Linked DNA regions of Hordeum vulgare: regions 2 and 3 are each linked to region 1. A link is a contact called in public Hi-C data. All regions are on one chromosome and are shown on one strand. Each heading gives the region's core, a stretch centred on a gene start, on an enhancer-like site or on the middle of the called end of the contact. The rest is flanking DNA. Distances are from core to core; before and after follow the strand shown.

The links. A called contact is a pair of places that touch in the nucleus more often than the background predicts.
Region 2: a Hi-C map of seedling shows a contact between it and region 1, with 4 times the contacts expected there. The contact joins the promoter of LOC123424592 here to the promoter of LOC123424625 in region 1. A contact is called at or near these places in 2 of 6 Hi-C or Micro-C datasets (leaf and seedling).
Region 3: a Hi-C map of leaf shows a contact between it and region 1, with 7 times the contacts expected there. The contact joins the promoter of LOC123424615 here to the promoter of LOC123424625 in region 1. A contact is called at or near these places in 6 of 6 Hi-C or Micro-C datasets (leaf, seedling and an unstated tissue) and 1 of 1 datasets of contacts at active chromatin or transcription factors (embryo).

Annotation. Positions count from the first base shown.
Region 1 is chr1H:70,770,548-70,774,305 of MorexV3_pseudomolecules_assembly, forward strand. It overlaps LOC123424625 (serine/threonine-protein phosphatase BSL1 homolog), which reads left to right and starts at 1,757. Exons shown (of 21, transcript XM_045108271.1): 1 at 1,757-2,121; 2 at 2,229-2,289; 3 at 3,126-3,204; 4 at 3,287-3,366; 5 at 3,472-3,566; 6 at 3,715-3,758. The coding sequence starts at 1,908.
Region 2 is chr1H:70,308,639-70,312,396 of MorexV3_pseudomolecules_assembly, forward strand. LOC123424592 (alpha-mannosidase) reads right to left here and starts at 1,651. Exons shown (of 29, transcript XM_045108236.1): 1 at 1,382-1,651; 2 at 1,215-1,298; 3 at 142-230; 4 at 1-45. The coding sequence starts at 1,582.
Region 3 is chr1H:70,487,782-70,491,539 of MorexV3_pseudomolecules_assembly, forward strand. LOC123424615 (probable ATP-dependent DNA helicase CHR719) reads right to left here and starts at 2,194. Exons shown (of 12, transcript XM_045108258.1): 1 at 1,621-2,194; 2 at 210-345. The coding sequence starts at 1,917.

The DNA.
Region 1 (3,758 bases), core at 507-3,006:
TATCTTCACAATGATGTATTTATACTTTTGTTTTCCTCCCGTCGATACGTTTTCTTTCTAAAGTACATATGGGCGCATCTTTTTATCGCCAGTGCCCCACCATTTAGTACCTAGATGTGTAGACAACCAAAGTTGTTTTATGAACTATGATCACAATTATAGATCGCATGCATCATTGATAGATGGAAAAACATGAGACAACCTCACTATTATCTCATAGTATTGTTCCAACATATCATTATAAAAGTATTGTTTATTCCAACATATCATTATAAAAGTATTGTTTATTACTATATCAACTACTCAATGATCCGATTGGATACCCTACAAGCCTGCATATGATATATATTAAACTCGCTTCCCTTGTTTCCTTAGGAAAGGAGAAGCAATTCGTGACCTCCACATCGTTTGATGCACACAATTAAATATTATTATTATTATCATCCAACAATGCCAAGTAAAGCCAACATTGCTGCTAAATGAATTGCTTAAAGAAAAGATCTGTTTCACGACAACATCCCACAAACCTTGCACAAACACCATGCCACATGATCGAGAAATAACTAACTACTCCTAGACAAGGAAGACATCACCACACTCACATTGATGTTGACGGGTCCAACTAGAGGTTGCACTTGACATTTCCATTCTCAAAGCGAGCTTTGAGCCAACACCTTTAACAGGGGCACGATGCAATCCATGTCAACATTGCCTGTTCAAGACGGAGATACGCGATCATGGGTTTTCACCTTGGATGCACATACTTGTTGTCGAAATAGCCAACGACCATTATACCAGTTGGTGACGACTTAGTAGTTGGATCCTACTGTCATGAGATCTCGAATCCCATATGAGATCTCGAATCCCATACACACCGCTAGCTAGAGCGAACACTGAAAGTAGGTAGATGGCTTGGCCGCGAGCGCTGCTGCACCACCTTCAATCTTCGTCGATGACGAAGATGGGGATGTTGGATGTAGGGTTACAATTAAAATCGAACCGCTACCGCGGCAACCAAGACGAACCACAAATAGGGCCATCACCCGCTATAGCCCCTCCGATGTCGGCACACACACACGAAATTAGGACGCCATCTTGCCACGATGCCATCACGTCTCCAACCGCCTCCGTCACTCCTGCTACGCCCGAGGCCGCACCGTGCTGGGTGCCGCCGCCACCGTGGCCATGCCACTCGTCGCGGCTACAAGCAAATCACCTTCCCATGTGGCATTTACATGGGGCTGACCTAGAGAGCCCTGGTTTGCATCCCTACAACCAGCTGACCAGCCATGCTCCATCGTGTTGACGATGATCTTCGCGGCCAAGCCCCGGCCAGCCACCGTGGCCCTATGAGGCTGTCTCCCTCTCTCTGCGTTTCCCTACACGTTCCGGTTCCAATCCAAAAGGAGAAACCTTTGTGAACTGTACCTATCCGAAAAGGCAACCAGTTATAAAGTCAGCCAGCCGGGCCGGTGGCGCCCACAGCCCACCCGGCGGCGGCCGTGCCTACCATCCCACGCCCCTCCTCCTTCCGTTGTGTCCTCCTTCGCTCCTCCCCCACCTCTGAGCTGTATACGATGACGGAGGCCCCCATTGACTCCCGCAGCGCCCGCACCCGCACCCGCGCGCCATTTACCCCCGCCCACCGACGCCCGGGCCCCACCGTATTAACCCCCGCCCACCGCCCCACCACCGTGTTACCGCACACCCCGCTGTCGCCTCCCTCTCCGCGTCCAGTGCGAACTGCAGCAGTAGTAGTAGTACTACTCTTCTCTTCTCTCCCAGCCGTTTCTCTTCCTCCCCTCACTCCCCACCTCCTCGGATCCCAACCCGCGTCGGCGCCGTGGCGGCTGCGGCTTAGGGTTTAGCGCGGGGGGAGGGGAAGCTAGCTAGGGTTCGGGGCCGGGATGGGGACGGCGGGGAAGGGCGCGTGGGTCGTGCCGGCGCCGGCGTACAGGGAGGTGGAGGGGTGGGAGGGGTCGGGCGACGACTCGCCGGGCTACAGGTGCGGCCACTCGCTCACCGTCATCGCGCCCACCAAGGGCCACGGCCCGCGCCTCATCCTCTTCGGCGGCGCCACGGCGATCGAGGCCGGCGCCACCTCCGGCCTCCCCGGCATCAGTTCGGTGCCCCCCTGCCCCCCTCCTCTCGCGCGCGCCGTGCTCCGGTTGAGATTCTCCCTTCTGTTTTGCTCTATCTAATGGTGGGTTTTTGGTCTTGGGCTGAAGGGCTCGCGGGGGTGACCAACACGGTGCACTCGTACGACGTGGACAAGCGGAGGTGGACCAGGTGAGGCCGCTGCTCCACCCAGATTTTACTCAGCTGCTTCATTAGAAGGCGTAATTGTAGCTCAATTTTGAGTCATATTCCGTCGCAGAGGCTAAATGTAGATTCTGTCCCATTACTGGTTGTACCTGTGTCTGGTTGTGTCAAATGTTGTGAACTCTGTATCTTATGTTCGAGCTCACTATAGCAGTTGTGTAGAATCATATGCTTTCCATACATCAGTTACTTTGCTTGGCATTATTCGGTAGGCAAGCCGAATGGAGTCGTAACGGTATATTCGTCAGGCAATCCGAATGGAATCGTAACGCTAGATTCGTATGGACTCGTAACGGTATATTCGTTAGATTAAGTTGTACGTGCCTGCAGGTTATATCCAGCTGGAGAGCCTCCATTTGGCTTCATTACAAGCCATAATTCTAGGTCAATTTTAAGTCATTTCTTGTTGGGGAGGCCGGATGTGTAGATTGTGTCCAATTATGGGTTGTACTTGTGTCTTGTTCAGGTAAATGTGGTGAACTCTGTATCTTATGTTTGAGCTCATGCAGTTGTGCACAATTATATGCTTTCCATACATCAGTTACTTAGCTGGGCTTATTCGTTAGCCAAGCCAAATGGACTCGTGACAGTATATTCGTTACGCAAGCCGAATGGACTCGTAACGATATACTCTCTCCGTCCCATAATATAAGAGAGTTTTTGACACTACCGCATGTCCTCGTAATGGTACGTTCGTTAGGCAAGTCGAATGGACTCACAGCACTAGATTCTTTTGTCGTAACGGTAGATTCGTATGGACTCGTAACGGTATATTCATTAAATTAAGTTCTACGTGCCTGCAGGTTACATCCAGCTGGAGATCCTCCATCTCCGAGGGCTGCGCATTCTGCTGCTGCTGTGGGCACCATGGTTGTTTTCCAGGTATGAGGAACTTGGTATCTTTGAGTTCTGATTTGGTGCCATCCAACTTAGTTCAGTGGTGAGTGGTGCAATTTTTGTGCAGGGTGGGATTGGACCAGCAGGGCATTCGACAGACGATCTCTATGTGCTTGATCTGACAAACGACAAGTTCAAATGGCACAGGTGAACACAAAGATACTTCTTTTGTTTGTTTGTCAGCATGCTCGCCTTTTTGGAGTTGATCTTTGGATGGGGATGTGATGTTTCCATTTCTGTCATCCAATGCAGGGTTGTTGTTCAGGGGGCCGGTCCTGGTCCTCGCTATGGTCATTGCATGGATTTGGTAGCGCAGCGTTACCTTGTGTCAGTCTCGGGAAATGATGGTTAGTTCTTAGCTGCAAAATTAACTGTATTGTATATCTGCGGTAGTTACTTTGACATTTTGTTTTCTTACTATTTCATGGAACGGCATTTTATTTTGGCTAGCAGCATCCACATGAACTTGTCAAATGACTTATTTTTCTGGTACAGGAAAGCGGGTCTTATCAGATGCTTGGGCTTTGGACACAGCCCAG
Region 2 (3,758 bases), core at 401-2,900, 460 kb before region 1:
ATATAATGAGTAGCAGCTTCATCATGCATACACCACCCGCCATTTCTGAATCGTAATATCCAAAGTTTATCAAGATTATATATTATATATGTTTATTTATTTATAAAAAGTCCAAGGAAACAATGAAATCACATTACATACATGAACTCGAGCTGACCAGAATCAACTAGCTTGTGCACTATGGCCTGGATTTTTGGGCTTTTCTCTACCCACCACCTTTGGAAGAAGGCCTAAATGCAAAAACACGTCATATTCAGAGTTACGAAGATCCAATACAACTTATTATCAAGTAACATAAAGAGAGAAACAAATTTCTGGCCATCAAACAGTGGTCTAGATCCATTTCATCTTATGAGATTTAAAACATCTAAGCCCTAACTAAAATTGTGTGATTCATGAGAACCAAATTGTAGGGGCTAACACTCGGTGTCAAGTTTAAGTGTTTTTATGTCTGAATTGAGGATAGTGCTGAAATGGGCAAAGTGAGTTAACCCCAGTTCAGATGTCAAGATTGAGGGAAAAAGGGCCATTCTGGCTTGTGTGATTCAATGTTTCCATGAACTACCTTTTTTCTTCCAAGATTTTTCTTACTCGTATTTCTTTATTTATTTTCCATGTAATTTCCACAAGATACATTATGGATTCCTATATACCATGTCACTGGACACTGCGGCTGATTCATACGGCCAATCATTACAAGCCAACTGAAGGATGAACAGTCCTATTGAGGCATCTTACAAGATATGGTCATTTATAATATCATTTCCGGATAAGATGATCACGTGAAAGGTGTGGCCCCACCGCCGAATTAACTACTCTAGATGGGTTTGCACACTTGCAGTGAAACAGTGGATGATTGATGATTCGTGCTCTTTTAAAACGAGACCACCCATCCATGGCACAAGCAAGCAGCAATGACTGTTCAATCATTACCGTGCTCAGTCATAAGGTAAACTAAGGCGGGGACGTTACTTCCTTAAATAGTACGGTACAGTATCTTGCATGTCAACTGACCATATTTAATGAGGTGTCATAAAATTAAATAAAAAAAAATTGAGTATACCGTATCATATTAACTATTGTGTTACTATGTGTAATGCATGACAATAAATGAAAAGATATTACTGTGGGCAAAGCAGAGAGAAACAAGGGGAGAAACATCCAAAGCAAAGGAGGAGGAGAATTGGACGGGGGAATTCGGGCGAGCACGTGACCTGCTCCGCGACGACGAACTTGCGGCCGGGGTCCCTGGCCAGCGCGTCCACCACGGAGTCTAGCGTGTCCATAACGCACGCGCCCTGCAGCAATGCACGCAGACGGAAGAAATCACGAACCGCGGCCATGGAGGGCATCGGCGGCGCCCGCCTGCCCGCGCACGCACCTGGATGGAGTTGTTGGAGCCGACGTAGTACTGGTCGACGGTCTTGAGCCAGCCGACGTCGTCGTGGGAGTGCGGCACCAGGTGCACGTTCAGCAGCCCGGCCGCCGTCCCCGCGCTCGTGTTGTACGCCACGTACCCGTGCGCCTCCCTCGCCGCCGCCGCCGCGGCGAGCAGGGCCACCAGGGCCAGCGGCAGCGCCATGGCTTGGGTCCCTCCTCGCTCGCTTCCTCGGTGCCTCCGTGCGAAATGGTCCGCTTCGCTGGCTTCCTTCCCTCGGGAGTGGGGCGGCGGAGCGGCCTAAATACATGGGTGGGCCGCGCGCTGGCTGCCCGTGGCCGGCCGGCCGGCGGGCATTTCTGCCTTTTTCTTTTCCTTTTTTTTTTTTGAGGGAGGCATTTGTGCCTTTGTGGAATATCGGGTTGTTTTACTACTACTATGGAGTCGCCGGCAGTCAAGGAAAGGGAGCTGCCACCGATAGCACAGGTCCATGCGTGCGTACGAGACCGAAAGAGTAAAATACCGCCGGTGTCTTTGGCTGACAATTTTTTTATTTTTTTATTTTTGCGGGTACTTTGGTTGAAATAATTTTGAAAGGTTTCAATTTATAGATTTTATTTTCTGTTGGAATCTTAGGTTCATAGGAATGGATTCATCAAATGTTTCAATGTACTCCCTAATTCTCGTTTAGAAGGCTTATATCATGCGGCCCACATGATTCGGGTGTGGGCACACCGAGCCAAGAACGAGCAAGATCGGGCAAAATTGACAAATCTAACCCATGGGTTGAAAGAACTCGTAAAGTGAACCCGCGGAGAGAAAAAAATCATTGAGCTGACCCTTTCGTGTGGCGTCCGACACCTAGGCGTCACACTACATTGTGTGACGCCTAAGCCGTCGGTGCCGTCCACGCTGACACAGCTTGTCCCATCCCCCCGGCAGTGCGACGCCTAAGCCTCAGGCGTTGCACACTCTACAGTGTGACGTCGAGCGCTTAGGCGCCACACTATGACTTATCGAGCCACGGGCCAGCCCTCTCCCCCACCCCTCCTCATTCACCCCCTTCACTTCACTTCACAGCTCGAGTTGAAGTCGTCCTCTTTCTCAAATCCCTCTCCAAATCAGCAGATCTGAAGGTTTGGTCCGAACATTTGTTGTCCAATCCGTCCCCTAAGGTAATTCCCTCCTTCTCATCCCAAAAAAGATCTCATTTGGTGATTTTTTTGCAAATGTGAGGAAACCCTAGTTTTTCATGAAATTTGGGATGTGTATGATATTGTTCTATTTGTTTGTATGTTAGGATAAGGGGTACGATGGGGTTAGGATGAATATTCTGTTACGCATTATAGGCCACACAAAGTTGTTCATTCAAACATGAAGATACGTTACACGGTTGCATGTGAGGATTCATGATGTCCATGGATTGTCCGTGCAAGACCATGGAAAGGAGGGTCAGGATGGAACATTATCAGTTGTATGCCTCACAGGTGTTGAGGGAAGAGGGTTGATGGCAAGCTTTCGTCGCAAAACCATAGACAACTCACCTCTGAGTTCATCGCTTATAGGCTTTCATACAAAGAGGCTTCCCCTCGATCGGAAGTGCGGTGATCATGGAAACATCTTCAAGTCATTGTCATCTCTCCGGTCCAGAGGTGAAAACTATGGGTCTTCGGCCTCCACTGATCAGTAAATGCACTGATTGCCGCAGCGTTCAGGTTGGCGTTGACCGACTCACAAGCTGAATGAATGGAAGGAGTCATGTCATCTCGATATATGATGTGTACCGCTCATCGTACGACATGACAGTCGATGCCCCGTGAGACCGAATCTTCAAGGGCATAAGCTTCTGCAAACAGAGAGGAGTGATATGATTACGGTTTCATCTTATTAAATAAATACATGATTTTTGAACATATATTGTACTTACCATCCCCTTCTCGAACATCAAATAGGCCCGGTGTTCAACTTCATAGGCATCATTCAAAAGCCACACCATCCTACATATCACAAAAAATACACTTATGAATCTACTCATCTTCAAAAAAATACTCATATGAATCTACTCATCTACTAATCCACTCATCTACATATTACTAAAAAATACTCATATGAATCTACTCATCTTTAAAAAAATAGTCATTTACTCATTTCTTCATAAAACTCACGCCATCTACTCATAGGAATAGTCATATACCAAAACTACTCATCTAGGATTCATAAAATATGACTAACTCCTCATCTACATTTCAAATCCAATCAAAACATGGCTCTCAACCTAACTAATACAAATCTGAAAAATACGCAATACTTTTTGGATAGAAAGATGGGAAACGGAAGAGATTACCTCGTAGACAAGTTTGGGGGATAAATCCACAAAAGA
Region 3 (3,758 bases), core at 944-3,443, 280 kb before region 1:
TATGCAAATAAAGATAAGCAAAGATACAGAACAGAAGATAAAACAGAAAGATCAGTAGTAAATCAAAATAACCAAGGACCTTCGTAATACAGAAAGATAAGGTGAAAGCGGGATAAGTACTAAGGCTAAGAGCCTAATTCATTTCCTACGGAAAATGGAACTCAGACAAGTAATCAGGCAACAAGACACTGAAGGAGTTGATATCTAACCTTCGAGTTCAGATAACCGATGCTGGATGCAGGTATTGAAGCGTTCTTCTTTTAGAGCAGTCAACTTTGAGGAAGACATGTGCGTCATTTGGTTCCTATATATAGAATCTTCAAGGTCTTGAATCAAGGTGGCTTCCTAAGAGGTAGAGGAAAACGCCAGTCAAAGAATATTAACAAACACTAAACCTCAATAATAGAACAAAAGAGTTAATTATATTTATGCCACTCGTTGTGTTCCTCCTTCTAGCATTACGTGTTTCTCTAGACATTGTCATGCTGTCCACTCCATACAACCATCAACAGAAAGAATAAAAGAAAATTCAGATCAGGATCAAGAAAATGCCAGATAATCAAGAAAAAAAAACATGGATTGCTTCTTGACTGAAACTTCAGAAGAAGAAAATTCAGTCTTAAACTTGTGCAGAGAAGTGACTCCAGAACTCTCCAGGTCATCCTGTATTTACTTTATGTGATTTTGTCGTGCTTTCCTTCCTGGTAATTTCTTGTCAGGTCAAGAGACGACTTGTGTGGCTATTTTCTAACCCAAGATCGGTGTCACAAACAGTGGGAGAAGGAGAAGTTTCTCGAAACAAGGGGAGTGGGGCAGAAGCAAGTACCTCGGATCAGTTATGACGGCAAACAACTTATAACATACTCAATCCGTCCCAAAATTCTTGTCTTAGATTTGTCTAGATATGAATGTATCTAGTCGCGTTTTAGTATTTAGATACATCCATTTTTAGACAAACCTAAGACAAGAATTTTGGGACGGAGGGAGTATAAAGGAAGACAAGCAATTTATTTATCCCATTTTTTCATCTGACTCCCCTCATTAACGAAAATCAGTCTGATGGCAAGACTGATTCTCAAGGAAGTCCTAGCTAAATATAGTACATTTTGGAAATGAAGCTACATGTTTCTGATTCCATTCTGACATTAGAAGGCCCAGTCACCCAAACAAGCAACATGATACCCAATCATCAAACGTCATTCAAGCCATCCCAGCTGAGTGCCTTGCTAAATAGAACTAGCACCAGTCCTGTAGCCCGGGGATAATATAAGTTGATATGTATAGCCAATTAATCATGTGTTCATCCAAGGTGAATCGAGAGCGTATCAGCCAGAAAAATTTACTAAACCACACGCATAAATATCCCTTCACTTACAAAGCGCCAAAGCTAACGTTCCCAATTGCACAAACATCCAGCCCAAGTCGAACCCAAAATGAGAAGCAGGAAGGCACGAACCACAGTAATTAATTATTGGGAACCACAGCTAAATCTCGCCAATCCCACAAACCCTAGCCAGACCGCGCATCAGACCAAACCCCGGCACCAGTCCCCATCGAGCTACGCGACGCCAGAGCATCCAACCGAAACGCGCCACATAGTGGAGAAGCACCGGCACGCACCTCGGCCGCACCGACGGCGTTAGCGGGATCCCCCCCTTGGCCTTCATCCCCGACCAGCGCCGGGCCCTCGGCCCCTTCCTCATCCACCTCATCCTCGTCCCCCGCGTCTTCACCGCCGTGGTTGTAGATGGACGAGACCGCGCACAGGACGGCGGGTGGCAGCGGGAGGTTGCGCGATAGCAGGTTGAGCGCGCCGATGAGGATCCTGGCCTGCTCCACGTCGCCCCCGCCGGCCTCCTCGGGCGCGGCGACGGGCGGCGGGGGAGCAGGCGCGGCCGCGTCCACGGACGCCGCCATCGCTAGGGTTTCCGCCTCCAGCCCGCGCGACGCGGCGGAGGCGAGGCGGGGGCCTTCGTCTTCGTCCCCCCGCTTCCCGGTTCAAATCGGAGCGCGGCAACGCCCCGCTCGAAGCCTTTGCGGGGGGCTGGCTTTGTTATGTTTTCGCGCGGTGTTGTCAGTGGGGAGGGGAAGCTTCTTCGGCTTCGATGGATCGATCGGGGAGGCAGGCGGGCGGGCGGGCGGGCGCCGGGGCTAGGGGGGTGGCTCTGCGCTTCGGATGGGGAATTTAGGTTTTCTTTTCTCTTTCGCTTTTTTGTTTTAATGGGTCGGGATAATATGCGCCAGATCGGGTAGGTTCGGGCCGGGTTGGATTTGCGGGACAGAACTGCGGGCCTAGGGCAGGGCCGCCGGTAGGAAGGGCTAAGCCCAGGTCCACGTCAGCTTTGTCATTCTTTGCGTGTGCGCTAAAGAGAACGCACGTTGCACATATTGCCCACAAGCTCTTATAACCCATCTTATAGCTAGTTTGTATAATAGTTAGCTATAAAAAATACTCCCTCCGTCCTAAAATAAGTGTCTTCAACTTAGTACAACTTTGTACTAGAGCTAGTACAAAGTTGAGACAGTTATTTTGGGACGGAGGGAGTACTACTTTTATCATATATGGTCCATCTTTCACTCTCACAAGGCACCTAGGAGCACGTGTTACACATGGCTCTTCACGAAGAGCTCGCTTTCCTTCTCTCTCCTCTTCTCTCTCATCCAACTCAGCAAAAATATAATATTTTAATTCTTACAACCTGCTGATTGTACATTATTGTACTTGCTCTAATAACTAGTATCATGTATTATAGTATCATGTATATGATATTAATGTATGATATCATATCTGTAATGCATAGTACCATATATTAGTATTATAGGATAGTTCATTTATTGTCATGCAAGAAACATAGTAGCACATCATTTAATATGATACGGTATCATGATATGATACTCAACCATTTCTTTTTTCATTAAATTATACGTCACCTCATCAAAATTGTCTACTCCCTCTGTTTCTCAATACAAGTCCTTTTAGAGATTTTACTAGGAGACTACATACGAAGCAAGATGAATGTATCTACACTCTAAAATATATCTATATACATCCGTATGTAGTCCCCTAGCAAAAACTCTAAAAGACTTATATTTACGAACGGATGGAGTAGTTAGCATGCATGATACTATCTATGTTACTTCCATTACGGGCAGCCTAAGAAGAACGCGTTACCCTGTCGTTAGGGTTTATCTCCCCTCGGTGACGATTTGCTCGTCAACATAGGGTTTCGTCTACCCTCCCTCCATCTGCATCGGCAACCGGCCTTTGGACCGATCAAGGTGCGCTCCTCGTAGCGCTGTCCGGTCTTGGCCTCTTGGTTTAGTTGTTTGGGGATTGATAGGGTTTCTTTCAGCACCCGATTGAATCTCATTTCGGATCATGGAATCAAGATGGCTACAAAAGCTTCAAGTTCTACAGTTGCGTCGGACTTGGAGGCTTTTATGAGCAAGATGGGCCTCTAGGAGGAGGACATGGATGATGTGGTGGTGGAGAAAGAGGACCCACTCCGCCGACTGCGACTCGTTGGATGGCCATAGTGCGAGTCCATACAGAGAAGAAGTACAGTCAGTATGGTTTTTTCAAGACCATGCGCGCAGCATGGGATTTAGCCCACACAGTACAGAGCCGCCCGCTCGAGGAGAACCTTTACATTCTGCAATTCACATGTCTGGAAGTCTGGGAACACGTAATGGGAGAAGGGCCCTGGAATTACAAGGGCAACGCGGTGATCTTGGCTAAGTACGACGGGTTCACAAAA